2 separate regions of the Oryctolagus cuniculus genome follow, and region 2 is linked to region 1. The links are chromatin contacts, called in public Micro-C maps. All regions are on one chromosome and are shown on one strand. The core of a region is the stretch at or near the end of the contact, and the rest is flanking DNA. Distances in the headings are between cores, read along the strand shown.

Evidence for each region. Hi-C and Micro-C count contacts between places; a contact is called where the count stands out from the background.
Region 2: a Micro-C map of ear pinna shows a contact between it and region 1, with 4 times the contacts expected there. The contact joins the promoter of MED13 here to the promoter of RNFT1 in region 1. A contact is called at or near these places in 2 of 6 Hi-C or Micro-C datasets (ear pinna and an unstated tissue).

What each region holds. Positions count from the first base shown.
Region 1 is chr17:35,238,188-35,244,900 of mOryCun1.1, reverse strand. RNFT1 (ring finger protein, transmembrane 1) reads left to right here and starts at 2,986. Exons shown (of 9, transcript XM_008271194.4): 1 at 2,986-3,211; 2 at 4,357-4,810; 3 at 5,005-5,081; 4 at 6,405-6,505. The coding sequence starts at 4,408. It also overlaps a transcript of RPS6KB1 not described here.
Region 2 is chr17:35,407,257-35,413,969 of mOryCun1.1, reverse strand. It overlaps MED13 (mediator complex subunit 13), which reads right to left and starts at 3,853. Exons shown (of 31, transcript XR_011383550.1): 1 at 3,042-3,853; 2 at 591-825.

The DNA.
Region 1 (6,713 bases), core at 1,737-4,236:
TTTCTCCAAGGCCGTGCTTTGGCAACTACAACTCCTAGGGAAACCCCATCTGACCAGTTCTAGGACACAGGCAGGAAACTGAGGAGAATCCAAGAGGAGACCTCTGACTTCTGTATCTGAACATGCGTCCGTCAGGAGCTCATTCTTAAGGTACATACCCACAGAACACCCCCAAAAAAGCAGAGCACAGGCCTTCAGACTGCCATAAAGCACAGCATGAGTCCAAGACTAACCCTGAGGAACACAGAGGTAGAGCAGCCCCAAAACAGCATAGCACAGGCTTTAAAAACTGCCCTGAACTTGGGACCCATGGTGAGCAAGCCAGGAAGCAAGACTGACCTTGAAGTCACAACACAACCAGGATGACAGACTGCTGAAAGCAACAACACAATTCAACACCCTATGGACATTGAACAGGACCAGAGATTCACAAAAGTTAACATTCAGGATGTTTGGAATACAAATTTGCATTATTTAAGAGTCAGGAAAAAAAGAGACTAAAACAAAAAGCCAATCAACTGATGCCAATGCAAAGATGGACACAGATGATGGAACTGCTCAGGAACATTAAAACGACCATTACAAGGGGCAAGCACCACTGGGGAAGCCCACATCCTACACCGGAATGCCTAGATTTGAGTCTCAACCCCACTCCCAATCCCAGCTTCTGGGTAATGGGAACCTAGGAGGCAGCAGGCAGTGACAGCTCAAGCGGCTTGGGCTCCCAGCTCCTGACTTTGGCCTGGTCTGGCTATCACGAGCATTGGCAGGGTGAGTCAGCGGATGGGAGCTTTCTGTCTAACCCACCCCACATCTAACTGGTCACATAGGGTATCAGATTTTTTTTGCTATGCAACAAACTACATCAAAATCTAGTGGTTTAACAGATTTTTTAAAAAATATTTCTTGCAGTTCTCTATGTTCACAGGCTGAGTCCTTTGGTCTGAACCATCTGTTGGATCTGGGTGGTCCCAGAGAGCCTCTTCATGTTTGGGGCCCCAGCTGAGAAGGCTGAAGTGCCTGGGGCAGGCGGAACCTCTATGAGGTTCCTCACCTTCAAGGCCAGCCTTGATTTCATCACATAGCGGTAGAAAGGTTGTCAGAACAAAGAATGTAAACCCCAATGTGCAAGAATTTGTTAAGCCTCTACTAACATTACAACTGCTGTTATCACAATGGCGGAAGCAAGTCCTGTAAACTAGTCTGGGCAGGCAGTACTTAAAGAGTATGGATACAGGTGGGTGGGGACATTGATGTGGGTGGTGGGGAGGGAGGCAGGACTGCAGCCACATATTACACTTAATCCTCTCCAGTCTCCTTTCTCTGGAGTCTCACTTCACCAACAAGCTCAAGACCTTCTTATCTCATATCTGAACTACTTAACAACAGTCTCCCAGTTGAGTTTGTATTGCTATAACCCGTTAGCATGTGAATATTATGAAAAATAGGAATCCAGTCACGTAACTCTGCAACTGAAAACCCAACAGCTGTCCTTTGGCCACAAGAATAAATTATAAAATAAACCTCCAAGTGAGGTCCAAAATCTTTCATTTTCGAGCCCCTACGTAGCTGTCTTCCCTCTTACTAATCCTCTGTATGCACCCTACTCCTCCAGACACATAAAATGAAGTCTTCAAGAGGCCATGGTAGTTCAATACCACAGCTTCCCTATGTTGTCCGGATCTAAATGTTCTGTTAGTATTCGTGTGCTGGCAAATTTCATTTTACTCTTCTGGATTCATTTCAAATGCCACAAAATTAATGAAGTGTTTCTTGTTTAACAAAGTTAAACACTCCCACTCCTTGCTTCCATTTCATCTCATACCACCTTCAATTACAGTGTTAACTCCAATATCATTCTATAATTATTTGTTGCAGACCTAACTACACACTTCCTTGTGTGTGGGGACTAAGCCTTTTTGTGTGTCTCTCCAACATCTAGTGCAGTCCTTGACATTCAGTATGGAGCAAATTCCTCTTGAATTAATTAAAATTAATTTCATCAAACGTTACTTTTTAGTCAAGTTGTTGAGTGAAATGCAGTTCCAAATGCACTAATAAACTTTTAATATGCACTGGTGCACTTTCAGTGTTACACATGCATTAGAAAGAGAATTCAGACGTTACATCAGGTATATTAAAGTTGCAAATGTACCGAACAAACCAAAACTATCAACGTAATGAGAACATACTGGCGCTCCACTGCGGCTGTCAGCTGGATGATGTGAGACCGAGTCTTTTTGCGCTGTTTCCTAAACACTCACACATTTTTAAGTTTAAAACACGAGCCCCACAGTGTAGCTGGAATGGTAAAGCCTCCTTGGAAAACCCACTACAGTCCAGAGCCAGGTTCTGTCTTACTGACCCAGAAAATTAATTCATTTGTCACGAAGCCTCAGTTAAGCTCAAATTAATCCCCACCACCACCAGTCAGGATCTTCACCGGTGAGAAGCAAATCGAATACTGGTTTTGGATTAAAAATATGATCTCCTAATTCTCTCCCAGGGTAAGGATGAGGTGGTGTGACTTCAGAACAGGCTCTCGGGGGGGGGGGGGGGGACCTGAAGGGAAGCGGGGGATTCAGCTCGACCCCCGGCGCCGAGGCCACACAGCCCCCGCCGGCAGCGCCGGCGGGGCCCAGGGCTCCGCGTGCCTGCGCGGGACACGCACGGAACGCACTGAGTATCAACGAAGATACGGGGTAGGGCGCGGGTCAAATGATGCAGCGCTTTTTTCCTTTAACTTTTTCTTCAAAACCCTTTCACAACAGTTTGAGTCGAATAGAATTCCTCCGAAATCCGACGACTCACCCCCGCCCCCCGCCCCCGAAGCCGCCACGCGCACGACGGGCATTTCCCGCACCTAACTTCGCAGCCAGCCCTGGGCACCCGGTCGCCTTCTCGACCTCGGGTTTCGGCCGCGCCTCGTCCCCACTGCGCACCCTCGCGAAGGGAACAAAACCCCAGGCGGCTGCGAGCTCCGCCCTTCCGGGGACGCGCCAACTCCGGCCTGCGTGGCTCTAGCTCCGCGGGGGCCCTCAGGACGCCTCGGGGCTGGGGCTGGCCAGGCCTCAGGCCCCGCCTCCGGGGGGCGGGCTCCGCTGTCCACAATTTAACCTGCAAACGGGCCGCGCCTCGGCGCTACGGGGCGGATGACACACAGACACGCTCACACACCCTACTGACGGCGGCTCAGAGCGTAGCGTCTGAAGTGCGGCCCTTCCGCTCCGCCGCCAACAGTCCCCGCGGGCGCGGGCCCTTCCCTGTGCGCGGCGCGGCGCGGGGGCGGGGCGGGCTCGCGGACGTCCGGGGAGCGCGCGCGCGCCGCCTCGAGGCCGCCCCGCAGCTGCCGGCCGTGGAGTTCGAAGCTGATGGCTTTCGCCCAGCGGCGCGAGGCGCTGTGTGCCGCTGTCGCCATAGAGGCCTGCGGCCGCTCCTGGTCATGAAAGGTCAGGCCCGGGGGAGGCGGGCGGCGGAGGCAGCGGCGGGGGTCGCCGGGGACAGCCACCGCGGCGCCAGAGGCCCGGACGTGGGTGGGAGCTCTGCCCTCGGGGACTCTGGGAAGTTTTAATTTTACTTCCTCCCCTTTTTCGTCTGCTTTCTGGGCTGTGCGTGGAGGGCAGGAGAGGGCCGAGTTTTTGTTTGTGGGGAGAGACTGAAACTGTCGTGTGCGGTGTCGCCGTGCGGAGGTTTGAGGAAACGACACCCCCCTGGCGTCGGGGCCTCGGCCGCACACGGGCACTGTAGCGCTGCGCAGACGTAGGCAGAGCGGGCGTGGGACAGCGGCGGGGCGCGACTACACGGCGACCCCCAAGGTTTCCCTTTTTTAAAGTTACTTAGGTAATACACTTGGTGCCGTCATCAATGATTGGAAACTTCACTGGCTTTGAGAACGCTGTTTCAGCGTGGAACGGCATTTGTAGGTCACCTAAGTGACATGTTATTAATTTATGATACTGGATATTAAAATTTTTCTGCCTACCACTGAAACAGACTCATTCTTCCTTGTGTAAATTCTGGTGTTGAATCTTCATCAGTGGTCAAACTGGACAGAGTAAGTGTATGGTAGTAGTGTTCACTGGGCACTACTGGGCACCCACACCTCAGCGATGGTGCGGATGCCTTCTCATGAGGAAAGTGGTCGCATCTGAAGCTCAACTTTCTTTGGGTGGCAAATATTCCCTCAAAGCTCATTTGCGTAGGGCAGCAGGGAACAATCTAGTAATGGTGGAAGATTACCCGAAAATTCATCTGCAGTGATTATCGGCCGCTCCTGTAGTGAATAAAGGCTGCCTACCGAGCGATACACGGCCTTTATTTCACTGCTCACTTGGACTATGCTCTGCTCTTTTTCAGGAGCCAGAGCTCTGAAGCAAAGAAATCTGGATCACAGACCATTCAGTGGTCATGCAAGCCAATTATAACCAACTGCACAGTCCGCTAGGAACTGCAGGTGGTGAGGATGCCTCAGCCTCCCAGTGCATCCATACAAGATTGACAGGCGAAGGTTCTTGTCTTCATTCTGGAGATGTTCATATCCAGATGAACTCCATACCTAAAGAATGTGCTGGAAATCCAAGCTCCAGAAACGCAAGATCAGGTACCCATAGCTGTACCCATGGCTGTGTACATGGTCGCTTCCGGAGTCACTCACACAGTGAAGCAAGACAGCCTGAGGATCCTGCCATGGAATCTGGAGAACAGGGAAGTAGCTCCTTCTCAGAATTCCGCTATCTCTTCAAGTGGTTGCAAAAAAGTCTTCCGTATATTTTGATTCTGGGTATAAAACTTGTTATGCAGCATATAACAGGTAGGGCATAATAAAATACTTTTTTAATGGTGAATTTCAGTTAATTTTATTTATTGGCAATCTGCTTTAACCTGTGCATTTCAGTTACTTATTTTCTGTTTTTAAAATCGTGTATGTTTTCTTTTAATTCATGTCACTGCTAGCTTACAGATATATTTTTTCCTTTCAATTAACTGGAGCTTATTTTGTAACAGGGATTTCTCTTGGAATTGGGCTGCTAACAACTTTTATGTATGCAAACAAAAGCATTGTAAATCAGGTTTTTCTAAGAGTAAGTATAACAAGCAACTAAATTAACTTTCTTTCTATAGAATTAGAGAAATAATTTTGACACAAATAGGAAATAACTTATGTAAGAAGTAGGATGTCTCAAAATCCATGTTATATTAAAATTTGTCATCTAAAATATACCTATTCATTACCTGTTATAATGCTGAGTTGCTTCACCTTATTTTCTTTGTATGTTTGATTACTGATAAAGCAGATAGAAAGATTAAAGAGTTTAGAACAAACTTTTTGACCTGGTTTGGCAAGTGCATTCATGGTGTTTGAGTTAATCTGAACATACTAAGTCATTATTAAAAATTCTTAATTGTTGCACTGTATAAGATTTAAAATATATCATTGAACAAATGGTTATCAAACTATTTATTAAAGAAAACTAAAGGATTTTTCCATGACATAAATTATAGGAGTGCCAGTCATAAAAATCAGTGGGAAAAACTGGGAGAGGATAGAATTCCACCTCTAGCGACTTATAAGGGCTGTGTCTACATAAAGATCATGCATTCTGACTTGAAAATGGAAAATTCAAATTAATCATTTAAAACTACTTCAGGTTGATTGTCCCTTATCTGAAACTTTCGGGACCAGAAATGTTTCAGCTTTTAAATTTTTTCCTACTTGCATATACATAATGAATACCTTGGGGATGACACCCAAGTCTAAACATGAAATTTGTTTCATGTAACCTACATACAGCCTGAAATAATTAAAAAATATATAATATTTTTATGGTACCTGCATTTTGACTGAGACCCATCACACACGATCAGATATGCACTCTCCACTTGTGTCATTGCAGTGCTCAAAAAGTGAATTTTGGAGCATTTCAGGTTTTGGATTATGATGCTCAAACCTGTAAAACTTCTAATTTTACTTTAATTAAAAGGGAGATTAAAAACAAAATACCTGTTGAATAATCTGAACATTTCAGAATTATAAGCCCAGGTTAATATAACAGCATTTTTGAAATTCTGTTTTATGGGAACAAAACAGGAAGCTAGAGGCAGAGTTTGTTCTGGGTGAGTCCTTTATGTCAGCTTACAGATTTTAACTTCTTTGAAACATAGGTAGTGTTACTCATGCAGTGAAGAAACCTGTGTCTGTAAACTTTTGTTTTTAATATAACTGGTCACTAAAGACAGATAAAACAGTATGACTATGATGATGTGCAATTTAACAGATACTCTATTTTTATTTAGAATCTAGAAAATAATCTGAGTTAATGAATCAGCCATTAAAGTAAAAAATATGACATTTAAGACTCTGATATTATTCAAAGTAACAACTTGTAAAATTGTTTATTTTTCAGGAAAGGTCCTCAAAGATTCAGTGTGCTTGGCTACTGGTATTCTTAGCAGGATCTTCTGTTCTTTTATATTATACCTTTCATTCTCAGTCACTTTATTACAGGTAATTAGCAGTTCAAACACACACTTTTTATTCCATAACACTGCATGCATCTTACTTGCAGTTACATACTATACCGTAGCTCAGTTTTTACCTGTCTACTGTCATGATTGAATTTTTAGTGAGTTATTCACATTTGAATCCCCAGTGCCTTGGCACATAGCAGGTGCTTAATACTTACTTTTTGATACCTTACTTTTTTAATGAACAT
Region 2 (6,713 bases), core at 2,604-5,103, 170 kb before region 1:
TAATAGTCTTTAATGGAACAGTATCTAAGACTCACTTTAAAAAATAACAAAATGAACACATGCCTTCAAGTGTTAATAAAGTAATAATCACACACAGCAATAACAAAATAACTCTAAGCCTCTAAAGAAACACAACAAAAAGTTACATTTCTAGATACTCCTACAGTCATCTGTACATTCAGGCAAAAAAAGATCAGTGACAGAACTGACTCAAAGGCTGAGTTACACTTTGCTTCCAAAGTATTAGTATGGCTCTGGTATGAACTTTATGCTCCCCAATTCCAATTTTCTGAGGTTAATGTATTCCTTGGGATCTAACCACCTGTGAGAAATTAAGAAGGAAGCTGGGTGACAGAAGGACAGTTATCCTCAGTGTAAAAAACCCATCATAACACATATTGATGATTTATGTAAATAAAATAATCACAGTTAAATAAAACATGATGATCTTTCATCTGGTTTCATACCTAACAGTGTCACACACACATACACACACATAAACACACACACCTTAATTTGTAATACAAATGGTATTTTGGAAAAGCTATGCAACACTGTTGTATCACCAGTAAGAAGTAAGTTGCTTTCACCTGATAAATCATGGTGAATAAGGTCAGCAAAATTGGGATCTTCACCCCACCAAAAAATCCACAGTTCTCTTCTTCCAGGTCTTTGATCTCGCCGCCAAACACCAAGTACATCTGCCTTAAGGCAGCGGCTAAAACTGCTCAAAATGGGGTCTTCTTCTGTCACCGGAAACAGAATAGGGGCAGAAGTTGGGCCTTGCCAAACGTATCGTTTCCATTTAATTCCTGTCAAGTCAGCCTGGAGGAAAGAAAGCATGATTTATTATTGTGTATTCACTGAAAGTCTCAAGCATTCATTATGAAGTACCTTATTTCATTAAGACACTAGAATTTTTCAATGTACACCTAACATACTGAAAGCAGGTTAAGATTTAAAAAAAAAAAAAAAAACTTTTTAATTCTGATAGTAAAACAACCAAGAATCTAAGGGAAAAAAAACTTAAAAAATTGACACCAAGATGTCGCTGCATAGTAACTTAATGAATGTGTCCCAAGAAGAAATAAAAGAACTTAATGATGCTAAATATAAACTGTACTTTAATATTGCACACTGAGTATATATTTCTTCTGTCGTAAGTTATATTCTAACTGGTGACATTTGATCCTTGATATCAAGCTTTTAGCTGAAAATTAATTCTTAAGACCCATCACTACATATTTATTGTAATCATGACTCTAGTGAAAAAAGACACCTGAACAATTCTTGGAAGAAAAAAAAAATTCATGTTAACTCTTCACACACACCCCTCTGGAAAAGTCAAATAATTATCACAAAGAACTGTCAGGCTTGTGCCAGGCTATCTTCAAAGAATCTGATCCTAAAAGTTCCAAAAACAGACTGAGTTGGGAGAGGACAGAAATGTAAAACCCGATGTTTGCCTTACTGTATCTGAAGAGATGCTGATCAACATATTTTAGAAGGGGGAAGTGCATTAAAGACCTCAACTGAACATCATGAAAAAAAAAATGTGACAAAAGAAATTCAATACTTCTTTAAAGATGCAAAGCATGAGGTGCCAAAAAATGAAACTGCTGAAACATGACTGGCTGGCAGTTAACACTTGCCAGCTACTTGTGCTCCGCCCACTTAAAATCACTTACCTATCATATACCCTTTTTTTTTTTAAGATTTATTTATTTGTTTGAAAGGCAGAGCTACAGAAAGGCAAAGGCAGAGGCAGAGGCAGAGGCAGAGAGAGGTCTTCCATCCTCTGGTTCACTTCCCAGATGGCCGCAATGGCCAGAGCTAGGCTGATCCCAAGCCAGGAGCCAGGAGCCTCTTCCGGGTCTCCCACGTGGGTGCAGGGGTCCAAGGACTTGGGCCATCTTCCGCTGCCTTCCCAGGCCACAGCAGAGAGCTGGATCAGAAGTGCAGCAGCCGGGACTCCAACAGGGCCCATATGGGATGCCGGCACAGCAGGCGGTGGCTTTACCCACTACGCCACGGACCCGACCCCCTATCATATATTCTTATTATTTCACATACTACAGGGGAAAATGAGAAAGGAAAGTCACCCAAACTTCGAGTCACTGATGGAGCTCAGCTACTGTCCAACTCAGGACGCTATTATTACGTCCAGCAGTTGGTACTTTTCTAAGTCTTCACCGCTGGGTGTTAGCAGACCTGGGCCAATCGACACAACTGTCATCTCGACACCCAGATTGCCCAGACTTTTTAATAAAACAAGGAGCAGGCTGTTCCAAACCGTCTTAAACAGCAAGCAAAGCAGACAAATATAGAAGCATTTAGTGCAAAAACCACAGCACCTCCTCCATCAGACCTTCCACTCTCAAGAAAAACATAATGTTCTAATAAAAGCAAGATGGCTAGAAATTGTCAAAATGGCAAACTGTTTTCAAAGTTTAGAAAGAAGACATATGAAACAGCATCTACTAGTTTTTGACACAAAGATCTGAAGTCAGCCAAGGAAGAAAAGTAACCCTGAGTTAGTCTGACTCAGGCAAACGAAATGAAAAACGAAGAAAAGAGCCTTTCCCTGCTCCGGGTCTAGGGTCCCGTATACCAGGGGAAACCAAATGACCCGGGGAAGGCCGAAAGGCAGGGGAAGCAGGAGCACTCACGGAAAGTCTGAAAAAGGGACACAGAGTCACCAGGGAGAAAAGCAACAGTTAAGCAAGAAACACAGAGGGAAATGTTCGCGTCCGACCAGATAAGGTGCCCAAGTTGAAGACAAGACTTCCGTGGAAAAAGAGAGAGAGACACGGAGTCCGAAACAGGACAAGGGAGAAGAGCCCACACTCCCAGGACGGAGCCCGGGACAGCCGGGGAGCGGACGCCGTCCCCGGCGCCGGCTGCGGAGCTCCGCAGGGCACCGGCTCCGGCTGGGCCTAGCCCGGGCACTCGGGCATCGGGATCCGACCCGGCCCCCTCCCCCATGGCCCAAGGGCGCCCCCCGGCCCCCTCCCCCCGCCGCCCGCGGCCCCGGCACTCACCAGGCAGAAGAGGTTACAGTGACAATCTTCCAGGCTGGCCCCGTTCTGCACGGAGGAGGAACTCATCGTCCCTCACAGCAGCCGCCGCCGGCGCCACAACCCACCATCCGCCATTACCGCCGCCTCCGACCAGAGAGAGAAACACAGACACCGGGGAGGGCGGGGGGGTGGTGGTTGGGGGGGCGGTGGAAGAGGAGGCCGCCGGGCCGCCCGCCCTCCCCACCCACCCCCCCTGCCGCCGCCGCCGCCGCCGCCGCCGCCGCGAGCAGCCCCCGCCGCCCGGCCGGCACCCAGCCGCCCGGGGCCGAGGGCCGGAGGCGGGAGGGCCGCGCCGCGCTCGCCCGGCGGGCCGGACTGCGGAGCCCGCGGACGCTCGTCCCTCTCCGGGGGGACAGAGGCGATGTGTGCTCCTTCCACAAGAAAAACAATAAATTACACAATAAATAATCAAAATCGAGTCCGAGACCGCAGAGCCCAAGCTCCGGAGGGTTCTCCCGGGCGCGGAGGAGCCCCGAGAGGGGCGGGAAGGGCGAGAACCGGGAGAGGAGCCCAGGCCCCCGGCCCGGCAGCGGCGATGTCCTTAAAGCCCAGAGTCTCCTCAGTGGCGGAGGTGGTGGCGGTGTCTCCGGGCTCAGACCATTCTCTGGCTGTGTCTTCGTGTCGTCCCTGGGCCCCGCCGGCCTAACGTCTGCTCTCCTGCGGCCTCACCGCCTGGACGCCTTAGTCTCCCCCATTTTGTGGGCCCAGCGGGCGGTGTTTTTCCCCCTTTAATCCGAATTCACGGGTTTTCCCTTCGCTTTAATGGCGGCCACAGGGACCAGCTCGCCCTCTCTGCTCGCCCATTGGCCGCCTGGAGGTCACGTGGGCCGGGCTCCGTGGGGAGGGGGAGAGAGAAGGGAGTGAGGGAGGGCCGGGAAGCTTTCGGCTGAGGCGGTGAGCCCAGGGGACTGGGCAGCCGGCGGGTGGCTACTGAAATAGCGCCATCTGCTGGGTGCCCTGGCCGTGTAAGGTGACCCGGGGCCCACGCACTCTCTTTGCCCTGGCGGGGGAACTCTTCACAAGTCTCTCAGAATGACGTGGAAATCAGTTTGAATTCTTTGGAAGAGGAAGAGTTGCCCAAAATTCCAAGGCATTCTCATTTATTCCACGAGGCTGCCCGGGCACAGCGCAAACCCCCGGACTTGGGAGTCAGGGGACAAGGATTCAGCGGCTAAAAATTGTGATAGGAAGAGAGAGACATAAACGAAACAATGCAGCCGTGTGCGGGAGAGCCTGCGCTCGAAGCCGCGGGAGTCCCTTAGCCTCTGTGTCTCGGTCTCCTCATCCGTAAAAGGGGGAGAGACTGCCCCTTGGCACAGAGGCTTGGTGTGCCGAGTTAGCACAAATGAAGCACCCAGCCCCGCCCCGGGCGCAGACCCGCGGGCTAAGAGTTATCTGTGACCTGGGGCGGTTGCCGCGAGGAGCCAGGGAGCCAGGCACCTGCGCGTCCCCCACCCCACCCCCCCTCCGCCCCAGAACCTCCACTCGGTTTGCTTACCGCTGTCAAGCGCCGAAAGAAGTTCCTAGCACACAGTAGGTGCTTGCTTGGTATATGTAAATTCACAAATGCATGAGTGGCTACAAGAACCAGAGAAAATGTTAGCTCCCTTCCCTATAAAACACTTAGTTTTTGGCTGGATTACACCTCAAAGGAAGCGTTCAAAACATTTTCCTTGAGAGGGTTACACCAAAGGAAGAAGGAAAAGGGGCTCCCCTGTTTGGCTCAGGATTAAGCCCGCTACATCCTACATCTGGGTGCTTATATCGAGTCCCCACTTCCGATTCCAGCTTCCTGCTAATGTGCACCCTGGGAGGCAGCTGTGATGTAAAGTACGGGGGTCCACACTGCGCAAGTGGCAGATGGAAGAGCTCTGTCTCTGTGTCACTCTGCCTTTCAAATAAAACTTTGAGAAGAAGAATGAGGGAAAAGATGATTGAGAAGTTAGAAGCATCAATGAGTTAGAACATCGTAATTTCCTCTGTAAAATCAATGGTGGACACTTGCAGTCACGTCTTCAGCCACGGAAGGAGAAGCGTTCCTCAGCCATCCGTGTCTCCTTCTGTGGTCAGGTAAGAGCCCATAGCTTGAAGCCGAAACCACGTACAAAAAATTCTGCCACTTACAGTTGACCTTAAATCAAATGAATGTATCTTACTCTCAGTCGCTGTAAAATGAGGATAATAAAAGTTCTTTTCTTCTGAAGTGTCTAATGAGTGAAACAATATAGGTATAGCGCTTGCCACAGTGCTTACTTAATGTTAACCATTCATATAATCTTTAAAAGCCATTATGAGCACCTGCTGGCTCAGTTGAACGTGTTCCTGGTCTGTGGTAGGCCTGGGATACAAACATGAACAAGATACCTGCCTGTCCCTCAAGATTCCTGAAGAGAGGCAATAAAGGAAAGATTTCATCCAGAAAAGAGAAAATACAGTGGGGGCAATTGCTTGAGCACAGTATGTATCAGCCAGGGCACCATGGGAGCACGAGAGGAGGACCATCAAAGCCCAAGAAGGCGTCATAAAGTAGGTAGCATCTGAAATCAGATTTGAAGGATAAAATGAATTCTTATAAAGCCCTTTGAAGCAGTTAAATCTCATTAAACCCAATTCAGATCCAAAGGCCACATATCAAAGTCAATTATACAACCAGGACTAATTCAATCCAGGAGCTCAAATCAACTAAGGTCAGCATCCTTCATAAGTGACTGCCAGCCCGAGGAGACAGCAATCCGCAGACCCAGCGGCGGAAGAGCTCCTCTGCTGGACTCTCCCCCGGAAAGTCCTCTGCTTTTTGCCGACTGCCTTCCTCAGCCTGAAAGATCCTCCCCCACCGAGCATCTACACCGCATCCATCCTCCAGAGAAGTCTTGCGCTCCCTTGGTCCCGCCCCCTAAGGTGAGCACCTTCTCCAGGACTCCAGCGGCAGGTGGAATCTGCCTGCAACCTACAGATGTTTGACCCTGCATGTGCATGCCAGACTCCCCAAAACAGCAGGAGAGACAGGAGACAAGAAAGGAGGAAGACGAGGAGGAGGAGGAGGAGGAGGAGGGGGACGGTGGGAGAAGGAGGAGGGAGAGGGGGAGGAAAAGAAGGAGAGGGGAAAAGAAGGTGGGGATTGAGGAGAGAGGAAGTGGATGTGAGACACTGAGAGAAAAATGAAGCCAAGTGGAAGAAGAGGACCAGCTCCCCGCACCAAGAGTGAGCGGAATGCAGACATCATGGGAAGGAGCTGAACAGAAGGCAGCAGTATCAGGCCACACAGACCTTGTGAGTTAGCACGTGGATTGTGTAAAGCGGAATTCTATGCGCTTCCAAAGAGTAAGGGGAATATAGACTTAGGTGACGGTGATGTAGGTTCAGCAGTTGCGACAAATGCACCACCCTGGTAAAGAATGTGGCTGAGGGTAGAGGCTGTGCATATGTGAGGGCAGAGGTTAAAAGGGATATAAAAGTAATGAATAAAAGGAAATAATTTAAAACTATGCACACATATGTCAAGACTTTGGAATAGGGGCCCGCGTTGTGGTGCAGTGGGTTAAGCTATGACCTGCAACACTGGCATCTCATCTCGCTGGCTCCTGGCTGCAGCCTGGTTCAGCTCTGGCCGTTGTGGCCCTTTGGGGAATGAAA